Linked DNA regions of Zea mays: all the other regions are linked to region 3. Evidence: chromatin contacts called from public Hi-C data. All regions are on one chromosome and are shown on one strand. The core of a region is the stretch at or near the end of the contact, and the rest is flanking DNA. Distances in the headings are between cores, read along the strand shown. Region 1 holds the start of LOC103626062 (protein DEK). Region 2 holds the start of LOC100283762 (60S ribosomal protein L24). Region 3 holds the start of LOC100274298 (UDP-arabinopyranose mutase 3).

What was found. A called contact is a pair of places that touch in the nucleus more often than the background predicts.
Region 1: a contact with region 3 is called in a Hi-C map of tassel, with 2.4 times the contacts expected there. The contact joins the promoter of LOC103626062 here to the promoter of LOC100274298 in region 3. A contact is called at or near these places in 4 of 25 Hi-C or Micro-C datasets (bundle sheath, ear, leaf and 1 more).
Region 2: a contact with region 3 is called in a Hi-C map of ear, with 2.8 times the contacts expected there. The contact joins the promoter of LOC100283762 here to the promoter of LOC100274298 in region 3. A contact is called at or near these places in 2 of 25 Hi-C or Micro-C datasets (ear and tassel).

Annotation. Positions count from the first base shown.
Region 1 is chr5:19,976,341-19,979,040 of Zm-B73-REFERENCE-NAM-5.0, reverse strand. It overlaps LOC103626062 (protein DEK), which reads right to left and starts at 1,264. Exons shown (of 12, transcript XM_008646442.2): 1 at 853-1,264; 2 at 1-88. The coding sequence starts at 34.
Region 2 is chr5:20,052,326-20,055,178 of Zm-B73-REFERENCE-NAM-5.0, reverse strand. LOC100283762 (60S ribosomal protein L24) reads right to left here and starts at 1,455. Exons shown (of 6, transcript NM_001156661.1): 1 at 1,065-1,455; 2 at 376-417; 3 at 138-213; 4 at 1-51. The coding sequence starts at 386.
Region 3 is chr5:19,691,833-19,694,532 of Zm-B73-REFERENCE-NAM-5.0, reverse strand. It overlaps LOC100274298 (UDP-arabinopyranose mutase 3), which reads right to left and starts at 1,263. Exons shown (of 4, transcript NM_001148662.1): 1 at 809-1,263. The coding sequence starts at 1,150.

The sequences.
Region 1 (2,700 bases), core at 15-2,514, 280 kb before region 3:
CTGCCGCTCCATTTGTGACAGCCTTCTCCTCCATCGCAGGTGCTGGGTCAGCCTCGGGCAACCAGGCTGGCCCTTATTTCTCTAATAACTGTGTTAAAATGGTAACCCTAGTGAGGAAACCTGAGATACAGGACCCAGTGGGGAATAAAAAAACTGACAAAAGAAAGGAAACAGTGGCATGCTGCGGTGCGTGCTATGTGGGTATTGTTAGGAAGATTTGAACTTTGAGGTACAATGGTGTCAAGTAGAAAGCAAGAAGGCAAAATGGAAGAATAAAAACACCGCATCATAGTCTTAGCTAGAGTAAAAGGAATGCTAAAGGGCCTCCAACAAGTAAGCTCTGACGAAGACAACGGCGGAGGAGATCAAATTGCAGGCATTAGCCCAAAGGGCTAATTGACAGGTAAGCCCAACTCGTTGCAGGAACCCCAAATTTCAGCGAAGCCTGCAGGCAGTTGCAGAGGGAACCACACAATCGCAGGACACGGACCAAGGAACCGCAGAGCACGGCGCCAGGGACCCCGGCTTCCGCATCCAAACCCTAAGCAACTCGGACCGAATTTGCCGGATTTGGGCGGCACACAGCTCTGCCGCAGCCCAGAAGCCGTCCCCTGAACTCAGAGAACAGCGCCGCGCAGCTATACTCTACCCGAGCAGAAGAGCGACGCCTTCCCTGTGCTCGTCCCAAAACCCTAGAAACCCCAAACTGAGCTTCCTCTGCCGCTCGCACGCGGTGCAGTGCAAGCCAGCTCGACGACGACAGCAACCCGGCCCGGAGCAAAAGTACGAACAATCTCGAGCAGGCTAGCTAGAGGAAAGGGAGACGAGGTTTTTTTCGGCCCTCGCGCGTACCTGGAGCTGGGCGGCGACCAGCAGAAGCAGCCGGGGGCCGCCTGAGAACGAAGAGTACTCGAGAACGAAGCCCAACTTCCTCCCTCACGGAGAGAGAGACTGAGAGAGAGCGAGGGAGAATTTTCGGGGTGTTTTTTTTCTTCTGTGGGATTTTTATTTATTTTATTTCTGGTGATTTTTTGTCAGCAGCAGCGGTTGCGGCGCCGGGTCGGGATCGGATCGGACCCCAGCACGGAGTCCAATCGCCCGCGCGCGGGAGGCGCGGGCCCCGCCATCACGTGGGACGCTGCCTGGTGAGGCCCCCGCGCACGGGACGCTGGCTGTGGGCCTCGCCACGTCCTTTGCCGTTCGCGGACGCTTCGGGCGTGTGCAGAGGGCTGCAGGCAGGAGCGTTGCGCTGCTGGTACGGGCCCGTGGGCCGTGGGCCGCAGCCGCTGAACAGGGACTGGGGGCAGGGGCGTCGCTTTCGGGCTCCGAATTCCGGTCCGTACTTGGCTGCCGTTGAAACAAGAGGGCGCGGTGCTACTGCTGGCCGCATGGGAAAGTAAGGTTATGTTTGGTTTCTTTAGGGGGTGTTTGGTTTATAGGGACTAATGTCTCATTATTTTATTTTATTTTAGTCTATAAATTATCAAATATAGAAACTATAATAAAGTTTTTGTTTCTATATTTAGTAATTTTAGAACTAAAATATAATAAAATGTAGGGACTAAAAATTAGTCCCTAGAAACCAAACACTCTCTTAGTCTAGGGACTAAAGTTTAGCTAGGGGACTAAAGTTTAGTCCATAACATGTTTGGTTCTAGGGGCTAAAATAGTAAGAATATACTAAATGACTCATAAGAAGACTAAAATAGCATTTAACATTCTCCTGCTATTAGTACAATTGAACTAAATGAGGGGTAAATGTGGAATTAATATGATTTAGTCCCTTTTAGCACATATGTGAAGGACTAAAGACTAAATCATTTTAGTTCATATTTTAGTCCTAGTGTTTGGCAAAAAAAGGACTAAATGAGAATAAAAACTACAGACTAATCTTTAGTCCCTCTAACCAAACACCCTCTAAATCGAGTTGAGGGGAAGTGCTAAAATCTTCTACTGTCGGCTGTCGCTTCACTTCACTATTCTACTTTGAGTCCTTAATCCTTGCCCCTAAATACCTAATGCGGACAGCTGTAGTAGGTGGTTGAGAACAGAACAAAACAAAACGTGGCGCCCGGATTTAACGATACATCCAGATGTATTACATATGTAATTATGTATGCCAGAATCAAATTTCACATGTATAATAACTCTGTGTAGAAATAAGTGTCACAAAATTTATTATATAAATAAAATATCTTTAAAAATATTAAATAATAAAACTAGACGACGACAACGGTTAAAATCTATATCTTTACTCTGCCTCGGCACCGATGTCTTCGTCCTCGGGTACGCACCACACATTCTCTCACCATCCGGGCGCGTCCACCTCGCTTACGTTCGCCGAGGGGGCTCCAAGGCCCGCAGGAGTTCATCGCTGGCCAAATCGAGAGGCGGCACAGCCACATCATGGCTCAACCTCTATCGACGACGCGTCCACTTGAAGGAGAGAGGCCATGCGGGCATATCAAGGACTGAGGGCCGTCAGGGTAGGGAGTGGCGCCCTACTCTGTAGCCTGCAGGCGAACAACAAACCACGCCCAACTACAAAAAACTAGCAATCAATAGGTTGGTCACTTGCTCTTGTTTCCAACTTCTAAATATGCAACATGGAATGTTAATTCATTTTCTATTTTTCAGAGTTTTTCAGATGTTTGTGATGATGCCTTTGTAGCAAGTCGCTACCTAGTTGTATTTTCATGA
Region 2 (2,853 bases), core at 206-2,705, 360 kb before region 3:
CAGGCGGTTGTGGAAGTAGCGCTTGCATTTCGAGTTGGCAAAAAGGAAAACCTACAAAAACAGATGTATTTCCTTGCCATAAGATCATGCTATATAAAGCTTACAAACCTATTACAAAAAATGTAACAGCAAGTAACCTGAGAATCAGCACGAATAAACCGGATGCCTTTCCCAGGATAGATCTTCTGGCCACTGAAGCGGCAGAGTTCCGTCCTGCAAGGAGATGATCGTACTTAGAATAATTTCAAGATGTGTAACTGTTTCTAATAACATTAACCAATCACAGAAAATATGCTAGTCATGCCGAGAAAAAAAGGCATGGTCTAGCCAGATATTTTAACATATTTAAATGAAAGAAAAGAAATAGAAACTTACTTCAGCACCATCTTCTCGGCTTCAAAAAATCTTCACTAAAAACTGTGTAATTCACACAAACCAAATAAAGAAAATCAGAAGAATTCATATGTACATTTGACAATGCAGCTATGCAAATACAAAACCTGGAAAATCAGTAACAATGTATTAATCAACATGGCAAGTTTGCATCCACACAAAAACCAGGATTTGACAGGCAGCAGAAACACAGCCAAAAATAAATTCTTGCTGCAAGGGTTATATACTGGTGCATCTTGCACATCAATGAAATAGGAATCTATGCAATACCAAAGGCATTGCAACAAAGTGCATGGGCTTCCAATTCGAAAGCATGCCACAAACACCTAAAGGGCCAATAGAATTCAGAACTCAAAAGGATTTAACTGTCGGGTGACTACTGGCAGCAGAAACACAGAACAAATATCTGCTGCAAAGCGGGTTCCCTGGTCCATATAGCACACACAAAAAGTTTGGCAACTACGCTATTGAAACAGCTATATCACCACAGTACATGTGCCTTGACACCGAAATCAAAACATGCATAGCCAACTCAAGTCAACTGGACATATACCTCCTGATGACTATCTGCTTGCAAGACAATGACAACATGTGCAATAAAAAAGATGACAATGTAACCATGCAAGTACAAAATCTAAAAAATAAGCAATTAAGCAACCAAGTAAACTTACAAGCGCACAAATATCAGGTGCTATCCTCGTGCATGTAGCACATCAGTGAAACAGATACCTACGAATGCCAATACCGTGGCAGCTGTGTGCGTGTGCTTTCTACTCAAAGGGATTCTCTGATACATCTAGCACGCACAACTACGCGATTGCAACAGGTATAGAGCTTCAGACCCTCAATCCCTAGTTAGGGAAACACCAACAGCCAACTCAAAACTCAACTGGGCGTACATCTTCCTATGTTGATCTAAGTGACCACAGATTCACCACAGATGCAACAAATAAAACCATGAAATGACTAAACCAGATCACGGGAATGGAATTAGGGACGGTTCTAGCAACAACCGCACGAGATAAGCCGAGCGCAAGAGCTGGTCAAAGGCAGAAACGAAGTGAAGAAAATTTCGACGGTTGCCACACCTTTCGAGCGGAGCGGCAGGCGGCCGCGAGGCGATGGTGGCGGCCGTAGAGGAAAAAGACGAGTGTGCTGGTGGCTCCGCTAGGGTTTCTTATATGGCCGTCTTATATAGCTCATGCGTGGGCTGGCTGACTGGGTTCGGATAAGCTGCGAAGTGGCCGCTTTTGGGCCTAAAATCCCATCGTGGGCTTTATGCATAACAATTAACCCATGATTTTTTTTACAATAGGAATAAGTCATTCTACCTTCATGAACTATTGTCCAAAACTCAAAAAATATTTAAATTATCATCCTCGTAATTTTAACCCGCAAAAAAATTATAGATTCAAAAAAATTAAAAAAAATTAAGAGATAAATTGAGATAATCCTAGCTAAAATAAAATAGAGTAAAATACACTGGTAGTCCCTAAACTTTTAGTAGTGTATCATTATGGTCACAAAACTTTCAAAGTGCATATATAGATCCCTAAACTTATGAAGTTGTATAGTTTAGGTTCCTAAACTTTCAACATCCACATTCTGATCCATGTACTTCTATGGTTGTATCATCTGGATCCCTAAAACTCCGAAAATGCACGTAGAGTGGGTCAAAACTATTTGAACATGTGATAACACTAAAAAGAATTTTATGGACTTAGCTGACACAACCATAGAAGTATAGAGACCAGAATGTGTATGTTGAAAGTTTAGGAACCGAGACGATACAACTACATGGGTTTAGAATGTTGAAAGTTTAGAGGCCGAGACGATACGACTTCACGAGTTTACAGACCTAGACATGCACTTTAGGAGTTTAGGGGCAGGGAGGATAAACCGCGTGTATTTTATTCAATAAAATATTTAGAACTCATGAAAACATCTCATAAGTTTTCAAGAAATAGATTTAGCTTTAGAAAATATCCAAACATATAGAAAATTTACAAAAGAAGTATATTTAGCTCTAGAAAAAATATATCATCCATTTTGTTTCATTTTAATTCCTAAATTACCAAATACCGAAACTGAAGTAAAGTTTTAGTTTCCGTATTTAGCTGTTTAGGGTCTTTTTGGTTGGACGGTGACCGTGAAAAAAGTTTTCGTGGGCTCTAAGCTGTGAAAAAAGGATGTTGTGATGTGTGTGAAAGGGAAATGTGCCCTTGGGCAATTTCTATTATGTTTTGGTGATTAAGTGCTCAACACATTTAAATAATGTCTTATGTGCTAATTGAAGAGAGAAGTGCAAATCAAAGAGAAGGTATGTTTCTACACTTAGTACATAGTTTTTAAGTACTAATATGTTTTATCTAAGTGCTAGAAAAGTGAGAAGAAAAGAAGAAAAGAATTGCAAATGACTTGGCTTGGTACAGCCAAAGTCTAGCTCGGTCTGGCACACCG
Region 3 (2,700 bases), core at 14-2,513:
TGCTGCTAGCTCAGGTGACAAAAAAATCAGAGAGATCCATCGGACTGCTGGATACTGCTTCCAATGTTACTACTGACGACGATGTTGCTAGTTCCATCATCAGAATTATGAATGTAGTGATGTGGGTCTTGCAGGATGGAGGTAAAAATTGAACAAAAATGTGAATTATGAATAGCTGGCACTGGTGAAAGGTGAAAAAAAAACGAACAGCGGTGTCTGGATTACAGAAGTTTGTCACTGCTCGGATCTGATCTGAAGCAGTCCAGATCCAATGACATTGGAGCATTCTGGCACGTTTTGGTTAACAAGTAAATGACAAACTGGATGTGCCAAGCTTTTGATCCGCGACGGGATCACATAAACAAGGACACCAGACCAAAATGAAAAGGACCCTTGTAACGACAAGGCACTAACTACTACCAGTACGAGGTGGCAGACATCTAGCAACCCCGAGCTAGCTGGCAGCCGCCCCTGTTTCCTGTCGGAACGACGGCACTAGAGCTACTGAGCACAACCAGCTGCTACGGACCGAGATCCGTAATGGTTGAGTATTACCCCCAAAACTCATACGGGTCAACGCGTTTGACCGCGCACGGCTAGATCCAGATCTGGTCCGGGCGGATCTGGGCCAACTCGATCGAATTTGACCCAGATCCGGTGTCAAGACCCCGCCTTCCCTTCGGATCCACGCGGAATGGACGAATGAAAGATCGGGTGTCAAGACCCCGCCTTTCGTTCGGATCCACGCGGAATGGAGGTATTGGAGGAATAACGAAACGAGAGAGACAAAAGAGAGAAGAAGGCATACGAAGCAGTCGTCGTCGATGGTGTAGATGTACTTCTTCTTGGAGACCATGTAGCCGAAGCAGCGGCAGGCGGAGTCCTTGAAGGATATGCAGGAGGCCTTGGGCCCGAGGATGCGGTTGATGTCGTTGCGGTTGTAGAGCTCGTAGTCGAAGCCCTCGGGGACCTTGATGGTCTTGGTCGGGTCGCCGTCCTGCACGATGATGAGGTGGTAGGGCTGGAAGAAGGGCCTCCACATCTCGAGGAAGTCGAGGTTGCGGATCGTCGGGATCACGATGTCGAGCTCGTCCTTGAGCAGCGGCGTGGAGGGTTTCGACGACCCCGGGACCGTCACCGTGCCCGCCATTGCCGCAGACGCTGATGGGTGGCGCTAGCGCCTCCGGATCTCGATCTCTCTGGCCCCCGCTATCTGCTAGCGGACCGGGAGGTGGGGAGAGATCTCGGAAGCAGAGGAGGTTGGGAGGCGTGGGAAGAAGCGGTGGGAGGAAGTGGTCGTTATATAGGAGAGGCGAATGGCCCTCCCCTCCCTCTTTTAATTTTTTCCTCTGCCCGACTGCCCCCACCCATCAATCTCTATACTAGTCTTCGCTTTGCCTTTTTTTTCATTTTAGTTTTCGTCTGGTAGCTTTGCGAGTTTTCTTTTCTACGTCATAAATATGTTTGTATGTTGAATTTTCTAACGTATCCAAAAGAGGCTTGGATTGGATATGTGAGTAGACATGTCGATGCGTGGAGGTGCATTTTGAAGATTACACTAGTCGGTTACTCGTGCATTGCGACGACTTATAACAATATTCACGTAAATTATCTATCAAAAATATCTCAAGATTTTTTATTGATTGTCTCCGCTCTCCGTATAATTTTTTTATTTGACTAACTGATGTTGTTGTTTACTCCATCCAATATGTCTTGGTACAATACGATCAATGAAGAGAGCGATTAGAAAAGAGTTCACAACGACTGATTGAAAGAACAGATATTATAGAATGACATAATTCAACCATACATATACCAAAAAAGAGGAATTTGCGAGTTCAAGTTTCTAAAATAAGTCACATGAAATCAAACTTATAAAAAGGATAGATTAAAATATGGAGTGTTTGCTAAAGTTAGGCATCAATAAAAACTGTATGTGCTCCATATAAATTATGATACTTCGTAGCAATTACTAACGTTTAAAACCAATAAATAACCTTTCCTTTTACTATTAATGTGACAAAACATTGCTACTCCATCCAATTCAGTAATCTCAAACACCATGGAGTCCATTACACCAATATGGTCTCAGAAACGACTCATGTAAGAGACAAGAATACAAGGGACGAGCACTCTGTGGTAGTGACTGCATGGATCTCCAAATCGTAACACATATTTTGCAGGATCCATGAGCCATCATCATAAGAACACAAACCATGTGCAGACAATAAATAAAGTATTAACACACCCAAATTATGTTCAATTCTTAGCACAACAAAAAACTAACACCCAAAACAACAGAGAAACAACACAAAAAAATTGCAATGACAGAAGGATGGGTGACAGCTACATAGAAGTGGTAGAAGTATACCGAGTCGACACTGTGGTAATAGAAAGTCCATGTAGACAGGCGATGTCGAGCCATCAAACGGGTACCATAGGTAGCAAATCAGGGAGCCCCGTCCCTCGCTTCCCCCACTTCCATGGGTTCGTAGAGCAGGAAGGGAAGGGAAGAGGCGGACATACCTGTCCGTTGCCGGAGAAGGACACAACGAAGACATGGACATCTAGAGACGACATAGGTAGTATACCACTAGATACATATGGGGAGAGAGCACGCAAGCGGAGAAAAAAGACCAGCGGAGCAGCTCCAAACCGAGAGGCACCCGTACCAGGCGTTAGTTCTGAAAATAAGGAAAG